Linked DNA regions of Sus scrofa: all the other regions are linked to region 3. Evidence: chromatin contacts called from public HiChIP or PLAC-seq data. All regions are on one chromosome and are shown on one strand. The core of a region is the stretch at or near the end of the contact, and the rest is flanking DNA. Distances in the headings are between cores, read along the strand shown.

What was found. HiChIP or PLAC-seq counts read pairs in DNA pulled down with a chosen protein or histone mark.
Region 1: an H3K27ac HiChIP or PLAC-seq map of alveolar macrophages shows a contact between it and region 3. The contact joins two enhancer-like sites. A contact is called at or near these places in 1 of 47 Hi-C or Micro-C datasets (embryonic fibroblasts) and 1 of 2 datasets of contacts at active chromatin or transcription factors (alveolar macrophages).
Region 2: an H3K27ac HiChIP or PLAC-seq map of alveolar macrophages shows a contact between it and region 3. The contact joins two enhancer-like sites. A contact is called at or near these places in 2 of 47 Hi-C or Micro-C datasets (embryonic fibroblasts and epiblast stem cells) and 1 of 2 datasets of contacts at active chromatin or transcription factors (alveolar macrophages).

Annotation. Positions count from the first base shown.
Region 1 is chr17:50,441,481-50,444,680 of Sscrofa11.1, reverse strand. The region is part of intron 5 of PREX1 (phosphatidylinositol 3,4,5-trisphosphate-dependent Rac exchanger 1 protein); the gene reads left to right. Among named protein-coding and RNA genes, the nearest start is that of PREX1, 110 kb to the left of the region's middle. Within about 2 kb of position 1,525, at least 23 of the 83 cell types and tissues checked have an H3K27ac peak or open chromatin away from gene starts, as enhancers often do. A contact at or near this core is called in alveolar macrophages, where this site is marked.
Region 2 is chr17:50,468,234-50,471,468 of Sscrofa11.1, reverse strand. All of the region lies in intron 1 of PREX1 (phosphatidylinositol 3,4,5-trisphosphate-dependent Rac exchanger 1 protein), which reads left to right. Among named protein-coding and RNA genes, the nearest start is that of PREX1, 81 kb to the left of the region's middle. Within about 2 kb of position 1,763, at least 16 of the 83 cell types and tissues checked have an H3K27ac peak or open chromatin away from gene starts, as enhancers often do. A contact at or near this core is called in alveolar macrophages, where this site is marked.
Region 3 is chr17:50,619,653-50,622,871 of Sscrofa11.1, reverse strand. No RefSeq gene overlaps it. Among named protein-coding and RNA genes, the nearest start is that of ARFGEF2, 11 kb to the left of the region's middle. Within about 2 kb of position 1,926, at least 5 of the 83 cell types and tissues checked have an H3K27ac peak or open chromatin away from gene starts, as enhancers often do. A contact at or near this core is called in alveolar macrophages, where this site is marked.

The DNA of each region.
Region 1 (3,200 bases), core at 276-2,775, 180 kb after region 3:
TGTGAGTTGGATCATTCCCTTTTGGATGCCATCAGCTCTGCCTATGAACACAGACCTTTAGCGTGTGTAGCCATGGGTGGTGGGACCCCAGTCTCCCTGTGCCTCCTCCGACCTGCTGCTTGTTTATCCCTCCCAGGGATCTGCAAGAACCATCTACAGTTGTTCTTGCAGCTGCTTTGATCCCCAAACAGGTGCCAGAAATGCCATACGTGGCTCAGCCCTTCACCTTGGTGCCACAGCTTCAGGTGGAACTTGTAAATTGGTAACCCGTAGACTGCAGAGGACCTGCAGAGGTGCTTTATTTGCTTTGTTTGGTGTGTTCTTCAAACTTGAATTGGTTGCTGGCATTAAAGAGGTTGTATTCTGTCATGGTTTAGGACAGAGGTTGGCAAAACTGTGGCCTGTGAGCCAGATCCAGCCCATGGGCTATTTTTGTAAAATAGCTAAGAATGGTGTTTACATTTTTTAAAAGGATTGTTAAAAAAAGCCCCCAAAACAAAGAAGAATATGTGACAGAGGCCGGATGTGGCTAGTGAAGCTTAACATATTTACAGCCTGGCCCTTTACAGAAAAAAATTTGCTGACCCCTGGATTAGAGCCAGGCTTTGCAGTCACAGGCTGTCTGGGTTGAATTCTAGCTCTATCATTTACTGGCTGTGTGACCTTGGGAAAGTCACTTCCTCGTGCCTCAGTTGCTCATCTGTAATACAGTGTCTATATGAATAGTACTGATAGGATTGATGATTAAACATTTATTTACTTAATTCTTAGAGCAACCTGATGAGGTAGGCACTGTGATCGACCCACTTTTAGAGATAAGAGGCACAGAGAAAGGAAGTGGCCTGTTTAAGGCCATGCATTAGGTAAGCAGGAGGAACCATGATTGAATCTGGTTAGTCTGATTCTAGAGCTCTGCCCCCAGCTGCACTGCATGTTGAGAAGCACTTGGAGAATTAAGTTGCCGAAGTGCTTGGGTGTTGGGGATGCGCCCTCCTCAGTTCTCCAGCTGGGTCCCTGGGAAGGTGGGGGGCCTTGTGTGTTGTGGCTCCGTGGCTGGTCTGCACCTTCTCTCCTGGGGTTCAAAGCCTTGAATATCTGACCCATTAGGAGAACCGCAAGCTACAGCCCCAGAACCTAGTCAAGGTTCCCTTGGCTTTAACGCTTTGGTTTGGATCTTGGGAAGGTCTGGGATCCCAGGAGTGGCCACTTGGAATGGCATTTTCTGTAATGTATTTGAACAACCGGTGGGGTTGGACCCCTGTGTGTCCTGCTAGGCTCTAAGCTCTCGATTTGAGGTCCAGGTACTTCTGAGGCCTGCTCAGCCCCAGGGGCTGCAGTCTGGTCCCATGGGATTCCTGGACTCTGGATTCCCAGGAGAGCAGAGAGAAGGACAGGACCGGTTGGCAGCTGGTAGAGGAGTAACTGCCCACAGGAAACAGTGAGGAAGCACAGCTGTGGGTTTCCCTCCAGACCAAAGGGCTGTTTACAGGGCCCATTTCCTCAGACTCCAGCTGTGTTTATCTGGGGCTCAGGGAGCTCTGGGGACCCGCCAGCAGGGCTTGAGATTCCTGTGGGGACATGCCATGCTCCCCGTCCAGCAGAATTGCTCAGAGTGTCCTGGCCTTTGGCACCTACAGCTGGAACGTTTGCATCAGAAAACAGCTGGGATGGAGGGGAACTCTTCCTGCCCCTCCTGAGTTCCGCTTCTGTCACGTTTTCCAATGGTTCTCCAAAGATGATCCCCTGAGCTTGGGGCAGCTGAGCCCCAGCCCTCTGTCCTGCCCCCGCTCCCTCCCGTTCTGAGGCCCTTGCAGATGTCCCCGAGGCCTTCTGAGCCCCCTTGTTTCAGATGAACTTGGAATCGAGTAGGCGAACCGGGTCGAGGAGCCTGCGTGGGAAGGGGGAAAGAGGCGAGAATGAAAGCCTCTTTGGGAACAGCCCCAGAAGCTCAACTTGAACGTGGCCTAAGAATAGCCAGAACATTCTATTTCAGCTTCAGCCCAGGCCTGGGATAGACAGTTGGCATTTTCAGGCTCTGTTGAGTTTTCCATCAACGTTTCCAAGAAAGTGATTCAGATTTGGGGTGATGCCCCCAGGGCTCACATGGCAGGTGCCCGAGGGGAGACCCACTGTCACTGACCCTATCAGTTGTTGCCTGGGGATGAGCGGATCTCACTGGCACACAGAGCTTCCAGTCTCAGGCTGGACCCACAAGGGCCTGGTACATAACAGAAGAGGGTTGAGGCCGGTGGGGCCAAACCCAGGGGGCACATCTGTGTGAAGGTGGCAGCTGCCACTCCAGTCCCCTTTTCCCTTAGTGTCCCGCCTCTCTGACCCTTCTTCTCGGTCTCCTTTGCAGGTTCCTCACCTTCTAGACCTCCAGGTGTAGGTGGGCCCCAGGCCTCAGTCCATGGGCCTTTTTCCTGTATAGACTTGCACCTGCAATGGCCTCATCCACTCTCTGGCATTTTTTTTTTTAAGTATATTTAAAAGTTGTGCAACCATCACCACAATAATTTTAGAACATTCTCATCCCCCAAAGAAACTCTGGATCCACGAGCAGTCACTTCCCTTTTCCCTCCCCACCCCGGCAAGTACTCAGCTACTTTCCGTCTCTGTGAACTTGCTGACTCTGGACAGTTCTAGGTGAAATCACATAAAAATAGCCTTTTGTGTCTGGCTTCTTTCACTTAGCGGAGTGCTTTCAGGGTTCATCCCCGTTGTAGGATACATCACAACTTCATTCATTTTCGTGGCTGAGTAATTAATATTCCATTGCGCGGGGTTAGCACGTTTTCTTTATCCTTTCTTCAGTGGATGGGCCCTTGGGTTGTTGCCACTTTGCGGTGGTAATGAGTTGTGCTGCTATGAACAGCCACTCAGAAGCTTCTCTGTGGACATTCCTATGGCTTTAGACCCCGTCTCTGTCTGGTGACTTCCAGCCTGGACGTCTCACCTCAACTCTAGACTCGGCCCCCTGCCACTTGGCTTTTCCCCCTGCATGTCTCACAGTTGTCTCCTGTCTGCCATGTACAGAAGCAAGTGCTTGGCTCTCCCTTCCTCTTCGACCCGTCTCCCCTCCACCTACCCCCTTGTCCTCATCTCTGTAAATGGCCTGATCAGACATTCTGGGCCCCTACAGGGCACATTCTGGGAGCCATCTTCTGGGACAACTGCTGCGGGCTTGTGTCAGGGGTGCT
Region 2 (3,235 bases), core at 514-3,013, 150 kb after region 3:
CCTAGCTCAGGAACTTCCACATGCCATGGGGTGTGTGGCCAAAAAAAAAAAAAAAAAAAAAAAAGAAAGAAAGAAAAAAGGGCGAGCTTCCCTTGGGAGTTCAAGAGCAGGAAGTACCAAGAGCAGTGTGGGGAGGGAGGCAGGAGAGGGCAGGCCATCAAGAAAGGTGTGTCATCAAGCAGGTGACAGCTGTGGGTCCCAGGGCCCCTCGGGGAAACAGCATCACCCACGTGCCTCAGTTTCCTCATCTGTCTTTGTGGCCTGCTCCGCATGTGGGAGAGGGTCCTTAAGCCAAGAGGTGTGGGTGCTGGTGGCTTAAGTGGTGCTGAAGTGCACCCAGGGGTGAGAACCAAGGGACACGGGCGGGGTTTGGATGGCAGGGGCCTCCAAGTACACGGATTGACGTGGGTAAATGTGGAGGATGTGATGTGAGGTGGGACAAGCAAGTTGCTAAAAATCATGTCATTTATAGAAATAGTGTCACTGCCTGAAACAGCATTCTTTACTGCTTCTGGAGTCACACGTGCCCAGTAAGCGGGCGAAGGCACGTGTGGGAATGAGGAGCGCAAATCCAGGGCAGGGGGTGCCTTTCAGGAGGGGCAGGCGCCCAGGTAGCTCACCGCTCTCAGTAATGATCCGTTCTTCCTGTTTCTGCCTTGAGGTTTGATGTTCACAAGGCACATGGGTAACCTGCACGCATCTCAGGGGCTCACTGGTGAGGCTTTGCGTATACCTTCGCTCGCGTAACCACCGCTGGGGTCAAGAGTAGATGATGTCCAGCTGCCCCGAGGGCTCCCGCATGCCCCTGCCCAGTCTGCCCCTCCCCCAGGCTCAAATTTCTTTTTGAAATGGTGTAAGGAGTTCCCGCTGTGGCTCAGCAGGTTAAGAACCTGAGGTAATTTCTGTGAGGATGCGGGTTTGATCCCTGGCCTCGCTCGGTGGGTTAAGGGTCCAGCATTGCCACAAGCCTCGGTATAGGTTGCGTGCGGATGCTGTGCGGATCCAGTGTTGCTGTGGTTGTGGTGTAGGCCGGCAGCTGCAGCTCTGATTCAACCCCCTAGCCTGGAACCTTCCATATGCTGCCAGTGCAGCCCTAAAAAGCAAAAAAAAAAAAAAAAAAAAAAAAAAAAAGAAACAAAATGATCTAAAGCAAATTTGACATGCTAGTATTTGCCAAAACTGGGTAGCGATGTGTTTGTGGGTGTTAGTTACATTTTCCTCTGTTCTTTTGTGGGTCCTTGATGTAGTTTAGCAGCAGCAGCATAAAAAGAGGAGGACTTGGCCAGATGCGGGGAAGCGGCCTCGGTCGGCGGGGGGAGGCAGCGTGGACAAAGATTCTGAGGCCAAGGGAGAGTTTCGGGCAACCCTGGGAATCCTGAGAACGGGCTTGTCTCTAGGGGAGGTTTGCAGGATGAGAACTGCTTTTGGCCGACTGTTTCCAACCTGTCAAGGCTTGGACACGGAGTCACCCCAAGGATCCCTTTCACCACCCCGCCTGCACGGAGGGCATTGGCGCTGCCTGGAAAAGCCAGTTGTGCCTCGGGCAGCACGAGGACTGGACCCAGAGCCCCCGCCTGCCCATTCTTTCCGGGTCACGAGCTGCCCATTATGCCCATCACACCAGCCTGTTTGCGGCTTCTCTGTGGGTGGCCCGGGCCTCGCATTGTCCCGGCACAATAGTGGTGGCCGTGCTCTTGTGGGGAAAGTGGGACAGGAAGCCTCGATCTAGGCCAGCTGCGCTGCACTCCCAGCTTCCTGTTCTCTCTGGCACTGCTGGGTGAGGCTGCCTTTGTCCCCGTCTGGGGAGGCTCGAGGCTGACTTCCCGGCAGCATCGCAGGCCCTGTTAAGACATCCTCTAGGAACTCCTGTCTCCTGACCCCTCTATGCACTGGCCTTTAAAAAGAAAGACATCAGGCTTCCAAGTGTCCTGAGGTGAGGCTCCTGCCATGTGTCAGGCACTGTGCCAGGCCAGTGTCATCCCTTCCTTTGCTTTGTGAGTGCTCACTCTGTGCCAGACGCTAGTCTAGGCCCTGGGGATACAGCTGGGAAGAAAAGAGGCAAGGACTCTGCCCTCATGGAGCTCTTACTCACTTGATCCTAATGCATCCTGAAAGGTAGGACTGTATTGCTATCATCTACGTATTTGGGAAGAGTAAACAGAATACAGAGAGGCCAGGGCACTTTCCTGAGGTCACACAGTGGGCAGGAGGAAGAATGCAATTTCATCCCAAATCAGTGGTTTCCAGTCCTGGCCTCTGTTGTCAGATTAGGGTAAAGATTTCATTCCAGCCAGGCTTCCTTCTTATTTTGGCCTTTTCCTTAGGAGCTGATGTAGGTCGCTTAACCTCAGTCTCTTTGTCTGACAAATGGGCTGTTAATACAAGATGAGAAGGGAATAAATGCATGAAGACAAGGAGGGCCTCCTGGAGGAGGTGACATTTGAGCTAAGTAAGGCCTGATGATGGGAGGAGCTGGCCCAGGACAGAACTGGGGGAGAGTATCCTGCAAGCAGGAACAGCATATGCAAAGGTCCTGAGGCTTTTTTTTTTTTTTTTTTTAAAGTGGTAGGTAGCCATGCAGGGTTTTAAGCTATGGATTGACAGGATCTGATTTACGTATTTATTTATTTATTTGTTTGTTTGTTTGTTTTTTAGGGCCGCACCCCTGGCATATGCAGGTTCCCAGGCTAGTGGCTGAATTGGAGCTACAGCTGCTGGCCTACACCACAGCCACAGCAACATGGGATCCGAGCCATGTCTGCAACTTATACCACAGCTCACAGCAACGCCAGATCCTTAACCCACTGAGCGAGGCCAGGGATTGAACCTGCAACCTCATGGTTCCTAGTCGGATTTGTTTCCACTGTGCCATGATGGGGCCTCCCTGATTTACATATTCAAAAGAATTCCTCTGGCTGTATATGTGGAGAGAGGAGCAGGGAGGAGTGATTGCATTAGTCCAGGCAGGAGGTGGTGGTGGCTTGGACCAGGTGGGTAGGTGAGGAAGCGGGGAAGCTGATGGCATTAGCTGACAGATGGAAATGGAGTGTCAGAGAAAGAGAGGGGGCGAGGATGCCTGGGAGAGGGTTTGGGTGGGAGCCCCTGGAAGGCAGAGGTGCCCTTCCCCAGGCTGGGAAGAGCTTGGCGGTGTGAGGGTTGGGAGGGCAGTTCAGGAGCTAGGTTTCAGGCGAGTTAAGTTTGCGATGGCCTCGCACATCGAGGAGGAGTTGTCTGG
Region 3 (3,219 bases), core at 677-3,176:
CATTTGGTGTTTTTCTGATGTGTGCAACCAAACCTAATCAATACACTCACTCTTGCTCCCTTAAGCAGAAAAGGGTCTTTACCAGAATGAGGAGGGGTCTTTTATGACCCTAATCAGAAGACTAGAGACACAGGGTCAGAAAATAAGTGGGAGATGAGGGATAATAGGGGAGCAGAAATTACACTAAAAGAAGATTCTGGAAGGGATGCTGCTGTTGTCGGAACTGGATACTGACCAGGGCTGATAGTGGCTAATACACATGATACTTCCCACAAGTTACAGGCTATTCTAAGCGCTTTGCTTAAATTAACTCAAAACTACCCCAGGAGGTGTATAGTAACAGTACCTCCTTCTCACAGAAGAGAAAACTAAGGCTTTATGAGGTTTCTTATCCAAAGTTACACACAGTTTCACATGAGCGCTGGGATTTGAATCCAGGCTGCGAGGCTCCGAGAGCTGAGCTCATCCTCTCTGCAGATATTTTCTTCTGTTCCATCACCCGGTAGTTCTCACACCCTGTTCTAGGCACTGGGGCCACTGCAGTGAATAGAATGCCCAAGTCCTCGCCCTCATTTCGCTTGGTTTCTAATGTGGAGAAATAGACAACACGGAAATTAAGGCGGGGGGAGGTGGTGGAAGCCTTATTTGGGTCGTATTTTAATTTTTCACCAAGAATGAGTTGTGGCAGGTTTAAAACAAGTCCACACATTCTTTGACACTCCTCGCCTTGAGAGGTGAGGTCAGGTTCCCCAACCCTTGACACACCTGGTGGGCTTTTGATACCACATCAACTAATAGAGTAGAACAGAAGTGATGCTGTGTATTTTTGAGGCTAGATCATAAATAGTGGTTCCGTTTTCACTTTGCTCATGGAAACACTTGAGCTTGTGCCCTCAGTTGTCATGTAACCAGGCACACTGCCCTCGGTCCACCATGCTGTGAAGAAGCCCAAGCACCCCATCTGGAGAGTCCAGGCGGAGAGAGAGAGATGCTGGGCCCCGCACCCTCCCAGCTGCTCAGGCTCCTGCTGTCCCAGGTCTAGTCACCATCAGGCTGCAATCACAGAAGAAATTTCCAGCCAGAACTGCCAAACCACACCCTTACTGAATTCCTGACCCACAGAAACCATGAGCGTTGCTGAATGTTGGCTGTTTTAAGCCACTGAGTTGTTTTATTTATCTTTTGCTTTTTTAGGGCTGCACCTGTGGCATATGGAAATTCCCAGGCTAGGGGTTGAATCAGAGCTACCGCTTCCAGCCTACACCACAGCCACAGCACCACGGGATCTGAGCTTCATCTACGACTTGCACCATAGCTCATGGCAATGCCAGATCCCCAACCCACTGAGCGAGGTCAGGGATGGAACCCTCATCCTCATGGATATTAGTCAGATTCTTAATTTCCTGAGCCACAACAGGAACTCCAAGCCACTGAGTCTGGAGGTGATTTGTTCTGCAGTGCAATAACCAGAGCAGTTATTTAATCAAAAATAACTTGATGACAGAGGGAAAGAGGCTAAGAGGGAATATTCAAAACAGGAAAACTTCCTCTGTTTTCTCGTCGATAGGGGTTGGTAAATGCAGGCAGCTTCAAGACAAATGTAGATGGTTAAATGATGAGGTCTCAGGAACTATTTGAACGTGAGGATGGGGGAGAGTAGAGAGTCTAGGACCAACCCCAGGTTTCTTGTTTGGGAAACCAGTTAGGCATTTACCAAGCCAGGGAACACAGGGAAAAGTGGTTTCATAAGGAGAAGGTTGTTATAGACGCCCCAATTTCAAGATGACACCTTCCAATGGACATTCACCTTAAGCAATGCCAGCCTACCCCAAAACGCAGTATTTTCCTTTTCATGAAAGGGAGAGAAGACGCTTCACCCCACCTCCATCGTCAACCTTAATGCAATTTATCTATTGTCCATCAGAGGGCGCCAATGCTCAGGCAGTTGCGATAGACCCACCACCTGATCCTATTCCACAGCCCCCTGAAGTTAAGGAGGGAAAAGGCTTTGGCTTCCTCATCTTGCCTGAGAGTCATTCTAGCGCTACCTTGGCACCAAAAGAACATGCGATAGCTCTGTCATGGGTGAGTTTGGTACTGGCTGATTTTATCCCCCAGAGCTAATCAGGAAAAAAAAAAAAAAAATCTCCCTCACTGCAGTTTTCCATGAGCCCATTTACAGTCTGAGGACTTAATTTTCATTGCCTCTCTTGTGTGAATATCAGCCAAGTTTGGTTCTGCTACACTGATGCTTTTGTCCTATACTCCGTACGACCTCCGTCTCTCATCTGTGACCTTCTCTTTTGCGACCTTTTCTCATTTCTGTGCTCCCAGCCGTGCATTGTAAGCCTGGAGAGTTAATAATGATTCCTCCCCACGAATTCAGCTATAATGTCCCTGAATGCCCCATCCCCCGAATTCTCCAGAGGGTTTTAGGAAGGGGGGGTGGGGGGCCTCAGGGTCTTCCGGAGCCCAGCCCTCTGAAGTCTGCTGCCCCAGGTACCTTTTATTTCTTCTTGATGGTGCCGGGACCCCACATGGCTCCTAACCCTCCTGGAGTCAGGCAAGTGCTGCTGCTTCCCTCTCAAACCTTCCCTGGGTGGCAGGCACTTTAAGGCTAATTTCCAAGCTGGATCCTATCAGAGGTGATGGTTCTCAGAAGAGACAAGACCAAACCCTCCCACTGTTTTCATGAATGCCCCGACTGGAAGAGATTATTTGGCAATAGAATCTCTGCTCCTAAAGGTACCAAGACTCTAGGAATTGCAGATTTTCTCTGGTCTGGTAAAAATTATCTCCCAGACTTATGGGTGCATAGAATTCATCTCTGCCCGCTCAGATCTCTGCTCCCCACCTGGTTTTCCCGCAGTCAAAACTAATTTCTGTCTCTGGATTCTCTTGTTGCTTGTGCCTCGATTAAAGTAATTATCCTGTTTTTTTTTTTTTTTTTTTTGGAGTCTGAAGATTTGCAGGGCAACAAACACTTTTTTTCTAGAGCTGGGGTACCCAACATTCCCCCCCCCCAAACACACACAGCCTGGCTAGACAATGTGCAGGATTTTCTTTGTTTTTTTTGTTTTTCTTTTTTTCACCAATTCATGGTACTTTGGGGATAACAGCAATGTAGTGAAATTTTTATGAACTTAAACAACTGCTGTTTATTCAAATATGTACATCTTTTTCCCTTTTTTGAGAGGGTGGTGCTGGTTAAAATATTCT